2 separate regions of the Salmo salar genome follow, and region 1 is linked to region 2. Evidence: chromatin contacts called from public Hi-C data. All regions are on one chromosome and are shown on one strand. The core of a region is the stretch at or near the end of the contact, and the rest is flanking DNA. Distances in the headings are between cores, read along the strand shown. Region 1 holds the start of canx (calnexin). Region 2 holds the start of sqstm1 (sequestosome 1).

Evidence for each region. Hi-C and Micro-C count contacts between places; a contact is called where the count stands out from the background.
Region 1: a contact with region 2 is called in a Hi-C map of muscle, with 15 times the contacts expected there. The contact joins the promoter of canx here to the promoter of sqstm1 in region 2. A contact is called at or near these places in 2 of 3 Hi-C or Micro-C datasets (gill and muscle).

What each region holds. Positions count from the first base shown.
Region 1 is chrssa09:63,911,209-63,916,360 of Ssal_v3.1, forward strand. canx (calnexin) reads left to right here and starts at 2,219. Exons shown (of 14, transcript XM_014211981.2): 1 at 2,219-2,308. It overlaps mgat4b (alpha-1,3-mannosyl-glycoprotein 4-beta-N-acetylglucosaminyltransferase B), which reads left to right. Exons shown (of 15, transcript XM_045723878.1): 15 at 1-969.
Region 2 is chrssa09:63,661,092-63,666,591 of Ssal_v3.1, forward strand. It overlaps sqstm1 (sequestosome 1), which reads right to left and starts at 3,171. Exons shown (of 3, transcript NM_001139753.1): 1 at 2,883-3,171; 2 at 1,786-1,807. The coding sequence starts at 3,051.

The sequences.
Region 1 (5,152 bases), core at 969-3,468, 250 kb after region 2:
GTAGCTCTAACCAATGCATGAAGAATCATCTTTACTGTCAATTGGATCTTTGTTTCTCATAATGACCATGAAGAAGTCAAGGAAAGACCCCTCTGTCTGATTTAAGTTCCACTCAAGTGAGGTCTGAAAGAGAGAAACTGTCCAATATGACAACCCCTCTCTTTCCACATAGTCTGCACTACTATTACATTGAGTTGGAAGTCAAACTTATTCAAGGACTGTAATTGTCCCGACACCAGACTTATACAGTACATCTTCCAAATAGGCTCTGTAAATGCACAGGCTACACTCAACTTTTATGCATTACTACGATGCAAAGGGTAAATAGCAGTAAAGGGACACATTAATTTGCTTTTGTATACTTGGATCCACATACTATTTTTTTTCCCAGAGCCCTACCACAAAACCCTTGAAAGCTCTTGATCGAAAATCTAAAAGAGTTGTGTCGGCAAAGAACAATATTATGGGATTTCAGCCAATACGCGTGTACTGAAAAATAATACGCTTGGGAACTTATAGCAGCTTCGAGGCCGCTTTCCTATCGAATACCGACAGGCAACAGTTGCTAATTCTGTTCAACATCAACACAGTTTCTCAGCAACGACAGAAATAAACTGGTTTTCCGTTCATTGAGGTGTGCACTCCAGGGTCAGTCAGCGCAAACTGGAGGTTGTGCCAAAACGATTTGTCTTAGCAGCCCCATCAATGTTGTTGGTATGGCCGCTATACAATAGCAGGTGCACGGTTGCATTAAATCAACGGAGGGCAATGGACAGAAAAATCTGAACTGTACCCAATGACTCTGACCGGCCCTGTGCTAAGAAGGAGAAATTGTTTTATTTTCTTGTAAGAGCCACTGGAATGCATTGCTATTATACGTTGTATTTTGTATCGTTTAGATAAAATATATTTAATGACGTTATCTTCTATCCAATCTGTGAATTGTAATAAAGACAGAATTTCAATTGACTTGTTTTTGTTTTTTCAAAGTTAATCTCTTGTCAATTCAATGCAAATCTGAGTATGCTAATCTCGCCTATATGTGGATTAGTTTGCTGTTATGAATGTGCAAGGGTCACATTCCTTGCATACTGTCATCAATGGACCATGTGACTGCAATGTCCCATTTATTGCAGTAGGTTGGATGCAAGAGAGTATGTGTAGTTATTACTATGTGACAATCTTTTGTGATGTTTTGTAGGGTAGGCTATTTAATATTTTCATTTAGCTGCATACAGACAGTGCACTTCAGAATAACAATGTATAGAATACAGCATTTATTTTTAAACATTATACTCCATACAATATAATGTAACACTACACAAATCCTGTCCGTTACTATGGGGCTCGAACACACCTACATTTGGCCAGGATGGGGACATGCAATATGAATTTTGTGGTTTTTGATAATCATGGTGAGGAAAAAGAGCGGTATTCTAATTAATTGTACCTTATTGAATAAGTATCCACCATATTCTAACCACTAGGCTACCTGGGCGGCAGGTAGCCTAGTGGTTAGAGCATTGGACTAGTAACTGAAAGGTTACAAGATCAAATCCCTGAGCTGACAAGGTAAAAAATCTGTCATTCTGCCCCTGAACAAGGCACTGTTCCTAAGCTGTCATTGAAAATAAGAATTTGTTTTTAAATAAAGGTTAAAAAAAATCTAATTCAATAGACCTAACATTCAGAAACATCAAATCAGTGCTTTAGTTGATCAATTATTTACACTTTACTGTTTCACTCACACCTCTTCTTTCTCTTTGCTTCAGCTCTAGCCAACTTCACAAAGTGCATACATTATTAATTGATGATACATTACAAAATGTCATCAATCATCAGTAAATGCTGTCCCTGCTGCATTATAATTTGTTTTTCCTTGTTTTATGGTCGTCACTTATTAACACTAGTTAACACAGCCACAAAATCATAATTATGGCTCACCTTATTCCTAACCCTAACCTCACATTTTCTTGTTGCCAATTCAGACTTTGTGGCTATGGAATCTTACTTTGTGGCTGTGTTATCTAGTGTAAACCCTGTCGTACTAAAACCAATCAGCATACATTTCCTCTTACAGTTGGACAAATCATCGCCGTCCACGGGGTTCGGATTGGGGGCGGAGACCATTTACTATGATTGACATGTAGCACAAGCAATCCAATTCTTAAAATTCCCGGAAAACGTCAACGTTTTCACTTCAGCAACCAATAAACAATTGGAGAAGGTGTGGCTACTAATCCAAAGTGCATGCCCCAAAGTCACACGTGATCCTACTGTAGTTCAAGGTGTCACATCGAAGCAGGAGGTACGTAATGACGAACAAATGTCACTTCTTTCAAATATAGCTACTTCGCGTAATTATTATTTCAGTCTACATTTACCCAGCTTGTTCAGTTGCATACGATGCTGTCCAGAATCTTTTAACTGTATTTATCATAATGAATCAGCTCGAGAAACGGTGCGTGGTCTTAGCTTGGACTGGCTAACGTTAGTAGCTGACAGAGGCCAGCTATTTAGTAGGCTAATTTAGCTAACGTTAGTAAAATAAAGATATCTACTGTTATCCAACAAATGAACGTTGAAATGTTCTGTTAGTAGCACACAGTTGCTCGTGTGTCCCTTTTGCCGTCTTTTTTCATTGTGCAACGTTAGTTAGCCAAGACATTTTGATAGTGTGTTAGTCAGCTAACGTTAGCTACTGTAGGCAAGGATACATTGTGGCATGCATCTAATGTCAGCAATTAAGTGGTTAAATAAAAACCCGCCTCAAGCTGAAGTAAGGAAATTGACAAGTATTTCCTTGGTGTGCACATGTCTGAACGTTTGTAACAAAAATCACGTAGGTATATTATCAGAAAGAGTAGTCGATGTGTCATGGTGAGAAACTAAGGTATAGTGATTAATTTGCCATGGCTATTTAAATCTCGAGCACAAGGAAATTAACGAATGGATTAATGTGACATTGTGCCCTAACGTTAATTACCTATCGGTATGTCCTTTTTAGTTTGGTCATTGTTATCTCTTTGGCTGTGTTGGATATTAGTGGGTGACAAGACCTACGCACTTCAAATAGGGGGTTATCAAGTGAGGAGCTAGCTACAGGTAGTTATTGTATCTGAAATAATTTCCCTTAAGACGTACATGAACCTGCTTGTAGGAATGGCCACATGGAAACGGGTATTGCTGGTAGGGATGAAACGCGTTGAAGTCTGACCAGTTTTTCAAACCCACTTCCTCTGATGCATTCAACACCCTCTTGGAAATGTAGCTTTAAGAGTTAACACATCTGAACAAAGGACTTGGCCTGTGTTATCTTATTGAATGGTTGACACATTCTTTAGCTATCTGAGAAATGGAAATGGCCTTCTAGAGTTGAATGGAAAATATTTATTTATATGAATGGGAAGTTGGACGTTTTATTGTTTACCCATGGTTATATAACAACTTCTAATTTCTGGTGGGTAATATTTATGGTCACAGGAGAAGCTGTTACATTTTGTGTACATTGACAAGATGATTGCACCTTTACCCCACGCTCTTGTTGACCTAATCTAGCAACTAATGTTGAATGGTACAATAGACTTGCATGTTTTTAAAATATTTTTGCTTTTATTTAGTCTTAAGTCTTTTCCATTCTCTCTTTGAGACAGTCAAGGCACATGAGGGTCATTGGGTCCTTATCCTTCCTATCTGCTTAAACCCACCGCACACCCACACTTATATCCCTACAGTATGATCTAGACTGGACTTCATAGCACAGATTAGTCTATCCATTATCAGAGGCTGAATGTTGCTTATCCATGAGGGGATACACTGAGAAAGCACTGTGCAACGTCTTGCGCAAGATGTCTGTTTCTGTAGTAGATGGCACTGTTTTTCCCCAAATACAGAGTGAACTGAATGGAATGAATTCAGAAGACTGGCTGGCTGATAATAGTCTTTGGTGTGTTGATTGAGCACTGATTGATTATACTGTCCCCTCCCCCTCCTTGTATCTCCTCTGGCCCCTCACTTGAATGCATGTGACCACTGAGGCATGACGTGAATGGGGGAATGGTGTCCACTTGGCAGCATAACAAGGCCTCCCAGGTCTCACCTCCAGTGTGGTGGTTTGTTTTGTTTAGCCCCATGACTTCTTCAGCCTGTGGTGAGAAAGTGAAATTTGCCACTCCTCTCATGTTTATCCATCCGTCCCTCACCCCACCACCCCTGGCCTACAAGGTACCTCGTCTTTTCCCTCGCCCCCCCGGACGGCAGCCATCCTTCCAGCTCCTATCTCCCACAAAAGAGAGAGGAATCTGGGGCCTAGCTAGTCAACAACAACTCCTTTGCCTTACCCACACCAATAACACCTGTATCTCACCCCTCACGCTCACACTCAGTCAGTTGATTGTGAAGTTACATGCATGGTGCTTTTTGGTGGTGAGCTCCCCTCTGGTTATCCCCTCTTTGTTGGCAGCCTGACTTGTTCCAGGGAAACACCCTAGTCACAGTGTACAAACAGACACATGGCAGAATCCTTTATTGAAGAACACACCAGCACTGTCACCGGGCTTGGAGCTGTTCAATGAAAAGTTGTGAAGTTTTAGGTTAATTTCTCCTCCGACACTGGCATGACAAACCCATGTGGTCACTGTGAAGTTTGTCTCATTTATGTGTATTGTCAATGTGCTCAATATATATTAGCTTACATATAACCTACCTAGATATATTAATGCATAGCCTTTTTGGGAAGGTTGGAAAACCTTAACTGTGTTAGCCTAGTGAAATAGAATTGTGACAGTGTGTGGACTGAATTTAGCCAGCTAAGAGCTCTCCTGATTAAACTGCCCCCTAGCCCTAACAGGCTAAGAAATTGTCAATGGACAATGACACACTCAGGCCTTCATATGACACTGAAATGGGCTACTACTTTACTTTATTCCCTGATGGCTTTTCCTAAAGGATAGTCTGCATCAGGCTGTGTACACACACACACACACACGTTGTGTTTGCAGCTCCTCCTCAGGACACTCCCTAGGGGACCTGGCTCTAGAGGTGACATATCCCTTGGTGGTAGTGCCCTGGTTACCATTCCTGAAAGATAGGAGTTGGGGGGGGGGGGATTCTCCACCCTTACCTTATAGGCTACTCCAGTGACCACAGTCCC
Region 2 (5,500 bases), core at 1,921-4,420:
CTGAAGCCACAACTCAGGATATAACTACCACTGACTGAAGTGGTTACTACTAGCAAGGAAGATAAGGAATCACTATAATTAATACTTGGGATGGAGGATATGAGAATTCTAAAACTATCGTACCTTGAGGCAAGTGGGGGTAGGCTGCGGCCTCAGCGAGAGTGAGGGACTTCAGAGGTTCCTGTGAGGGACCCTGGGAAGGGGTGAGGGACCCTAGGGCTTCCAGTGAGCCCTCCTCACCCACCCTGAGAGACTGGAGCTCTCCTGTAGAGGGGTCCACCTCCTTGGAGGTCACGTGAGTCCATTCCTCGTCACCACTGCCCCCGGCGTCTTTACCACCCTGCACATAGAGATACAATATTTAACAACACATACCACCTCTGACAGGCAATTTTATTCTTCACCATTAACTGTGATTAAGTATCATTCATTAAAATGAAACAGATTTTTTAACTTTGATTATTAAGTAATTAAGCTGTAAAGCAGTGTGTCATACCTTAGCCAAACCACTGGCGCTCCCCAGGCTGCTCAGCTCGTCCACCTCCATGTCTCCCTCGTTCGCCCCTGCTCCCTCAGACCTCCCTGTCCCGTTGTCACTCCGAGCACCGGGGTGGCCTCCTGACCCAGGTGGGGTCGTCACCTTGGTCCTCTTCCCCTCGTGCTCCACGTCAATATCCACATCGATACCTGCAGGCAACATGGAGGTAAGTAAGCAATTTCAGTACATTAAAATTTAGAGTAGTCAGTAGATTTCTAATAATGGATTGATAAATGATTAAAAAAAATTATATGGCACTTTTCACTTGGTCTTACCCAGTGGGCTAAGCATGGCTGCCACCCCTTCTCCAATGTTCTTCAGGTAATCCATATTGGCCTGGGACTGCTGGGAGGAAGCAGATGAGGCATCAGAGGATGGCTGACTGTCCTCGGGGGCCGCCTGGCCTGGCTGGGAACAACCAGGCTGGGACCCAGAGGGACCAGGCTGGGCTTGGCTTTGGGCCTGAGCCCACATGCAGTGTCTCATCTTCCGCATCCACTTCCCACGAGGGAACCACTGTGTAGAAGAACAAGATTAAAACTACAGAGGCCATTTTTCTCTCCCTAACCACACATAGATATGTCCCTTCAGGTTTTTGGACCAAAAAACAGTTCCAATGGAGTTTTAAATTGCTCAGATGTGTATCTGCAAGTATATTCACTTTAAAACATAAGCAATAAACATACGTGTCTCACCTCGAATGTGTTGTTGAAGGGGTGCCAGATGGGTAGGAGGACGTGCTCCTTGTGGAGCCCCTTGGCCTGGCACGAGGAGCAAAGGTCGTAGTTTGAGCACACAGTGCACTTGAAACGGGTCCCCGCCACCGGGCCCTCGCATTCATCACAGGTCACGTTGGGGTGCACCATGGGGGGTGCGTGAGGGCCATGACCATGAGGTGGTGGGCCATGGGGTCCCATATGGGGTGCTCCAGGGTGAGGGGGAAAGGTGAAAGGAGGGACACCGCCCGGGAAGGCAAAAGCAGGGAACTCACGCCTGTGCTCCTTCTTCTCTGTAAGGGAAAAAAAGGATATGCGGGTAGGTATTAATAACTACAATGTTTCAGTAACAATGAGAATGCTATGTCATAAGTGGTAATAAAAACTTAATACCAGACAGATTCATCTTTATATATTATATTTGAAAATGCACCATCTTTGATCACAAAAGACTCACCCTTGATGAAGAGGCGGAAGGTGTCGTCCTTGATGCAGGTGAGGCCCATGATGAGCTCATCGTCGGTGGAGAAGGCGATCATGTCACCGTCCTCGTCTGGGTACAAGGTAAACAAAAAAAGACGATGCATTGTCACACACTGATCTCCTCACGTGTTTCACAAGCCATTGTTTGCTGTCAGCTCCTTATCTAGGCCAGATGATTAGATAATAGCAGTAGGAGTTCACTAGTAAGGAAATCTGTCCACAGCTTATCCTCACTGGCTTATTTTATTTGAAACAGAGGTTAAGGGAATACTGTTGTTACAAAGGTGTTGTGCTCAGACCAACACCTATGTCAATTTCCAGTTCAGTTATTGAAAATTCCCAAATGTTTTCAATACATTCATTTCAAGTCATGTATTGAAAAACAATTAATTTCCTGGTTTGACTGAGTTGTAATGGAATTGACCCCAACCCTGATGCCCAATATGGAAAACATCAATTTTGTGATGTGGTACTAGTCAATAATACTACTGTATGTAATTGGTCAACTTTGATTCCCTTTTTGGGAGGAGAGCTCTTACAGGATTTGATCTTTTTTTGGGAGGGGGGGGTGTTAATGCCATCTGTTGCTAAGTTATTCCACTATGAACTGATGGTAGGCCTACAAGTAGAGCGATCTCAGAGAAATGTAGTAGAACAGGTATACATCATTGCATATATGACATACATGTAACAGCCTATTTGCTGCTCACTCTCGATCTGACATTCACTATGAAATGCAATGTCAAATGTAGACTTCAATAATGTTCTGTGTACCAGTTCTACCAGATTTTTTTCTGGTGCATAAAGACAAATTGTCATCTTGAGATCTATACTGTTATTCGTCAAGCTCACTCCTGTTATTGAAACTTTCAATCAGCAGATTATTTCACTTAATTTATTGACGCACTTTGGTCTAGGCCTATGACACGACATTAATCAATTGATAGGCCTACTCAAGTAAACTAGGTAGTAAAGTTAGCAATAACTTTAGTTAGCAATTACTAATTAAGTTAGCAATTACTTTGTCGGGCGCGATGTTATGGAATATTACAACAAAATTACCGCCAGAAATATTGATGACAATAACACGATCGAAAACACTGTACCATAGGCCTGTAATGAAACACTTGACAGTATAGGCTTACCTTTGTAAAACATTTGGTAGGGGACATTTCGCAGTGTTGAGAAAACATCAACAACCTTTCGATTCAAATACTCAAAACTCGTTGAAACATCTTGGTCGACAGCAAAGCGACGAATTTCTTTCGGTATGTGTTCCTTCCCAAGGAGATAGGCTTTCACGGTCATAGACATAGTCGAGTCTTCTCACGACTTACTTTCAGCCCAATTTTTCGCTGTAAAATATTTGTTGCGCAGTTAAAATGTTAAAGGCCGGCTCCACTGTAAGCTCGCTGTCAGTGCGTCTCGCTGTTCTGGGTACAGTTCCGCGTATGAACCTTAATACGACGGCTGGTGTAATATTTATACGTCGGTCTAGCCAATCACGAGGGTTTCGTGCGGCATCGGGGGGGGAAGTCCACGGTCCAAAATGACAAAGCTCTATTCGCCTTCTGTTATTGTGCGCAAAAGGCAAGGTAATGTAAACAAATGGGTGGGACGCGACGCCAAAGGGTAAAATGGAAGGCCGAGGAATGACAAGGCACTTTCCATACGGGAATTCCCCGCGTGCAGACTTGTCTCATAGACTAGACGTAACATAATAAATGTCAATCTGGAATACTCTAATTACTATATGTTACATTTGATATGGTTACAGAAGATAGGGTGGGTGGTTGGTTGTAATAACGGGAACATCTAGCAACCCAAAGGTTGTGTGTTCAAATCCCATCACGGACAACTTTAGCATTTTAGCACCTACTTACTACTTAGCATGTTAGCTAACCATTCCCCTAAACTTAACCCTTTAACCTAACTCATAACCTTAACCCCTAAACCCTAGTGCTAGCTAGAGTTAGTCACCTACCTAAAGTTAGCGACAACAAATTGGAATTTCTAACATGTCATATGTTTTGTAAATTCGTAACATATTGTACCAATTGTAATTCCTAACATATCATACGAAATGGATGATAGACATCCACAAATTAATACATCCCATACATGCCTCGGATTTATATATAGAATAATACGAAATGCTCTGAGACCATGTTGTAGAGTGAGATCAGCGTCATTGGACCATAATTTAACTGGACTGAGCTCTAGACTTGTAGACTTGACTTTAAACATTAAGACCTCGTTTACTACTTGATATTTGAAGAGGGGGTTTGCGGATATTTATAGTCTGTCAAAATAGTCCACACTGGATTCACATAGCCTGAACCAACTCTATTATTGCTATTTAGTCATATAAAATTGTGAGGAATATATTTGGCTTAAGTCAGAGAGCTAGACTACTGTAGGCAGGTATCCACATTGTAAATTCGTATGCAGGTGGGCTAATAAAAAGACCATGACCATGCACTTTGTTCTAGTGCCCTAAAAGACCTAGGCTATAAGGAGATGTGCCCAACTTATAAAGCTATGTGCCCTATACTTGTGTTGTGTGTAGAATAAGTTAGTTGATTTGGCCTACTTTGACAAACAGCATTATTAAACCAAGACATGAGCTAATGTACGTTTTAATAGGATAATATGTCACTATTATTTTCAATACATCTACTAAAAGCATCTAGGCTAGACACAATTAGGCAGGTAGCCTAGTGGTTAGAGCATTGGGTCAGTAACTGAAAGGTTGCTAGATCGAATCCCCGAGCTGACAAGGTAAAAATCTGTCATTCTGGCAGGTAACTCACTGCTCCTAGGCCATCATTGTAAATAGGAATTTGTTCTTAACTGATTTGCCTAGTTCAATAAAAAATTATATTAGTTTAAAGAGGCCTATTCATCATTGTGCAGTATTTTATTTATTTAACTAGGCAAGTCAGGTAAGAACAAATTAACTGTCTTGTTCAGGGGCAGATCAACAGATTCCTGTCAGCTGGGGGATTTGATGTGGCAACCTTTCGGTTACTGGCCCAAGCACTAGGCTATCTGCCCATTAGGCAACCTAGCCCAGCCAATAGGAAAATGATCAAATATAGGCCTGTGATTATTACACCTTCAAGGTGATATGTTGTGTCAGGCAATGGTTCAATGCACTTTATTGCTCAGAACATATTCAACCAAAGTGGTGTGTCTGGTGATCTGGGTGAAAGAGAGTTACCATCCGTTTTGTCACCAAAGCCCCATATACTACCCACCACTGCGACCTGTACGCTCTCGTTGGCTGGCCTTCGCTTCATAATCGTCGCCAAACACATTGGCTCCAGGTCATCTACAAGACCCTGCTAGGTAAAGTCCCCCCTTATCTCCGCTCACTGGTCACCATAGCAGCACCCACCTGTAGCACGCACTCCAGCAGGTATATCTCTCTGGTCACCCCTAAAGCCAACTCCTCCTTTGGTCGTCTCTCCTTCCAGTTCTCTGCTGCCAATGCGTGGAACGAACTACAAAAATCTCTGAAACTGGAAACACTTATCTCCCTCACTAGCTTTAAGCACCAGCTGTCAGAGCAGCTCACAGATCACTGCACCTGTACATAGCCCATCTATAATTTAGCCCAAACTACTACCTCTTCCCCTACTGTATTTATTTATTTTATTTATTTTTCTCCTTTGCACCATATTATTTATATTTTAACTTTGAACTTTCTTCAAATAACAAATCTACCATTCCAGTGTTTTACTTGCTATACTGTATTTAC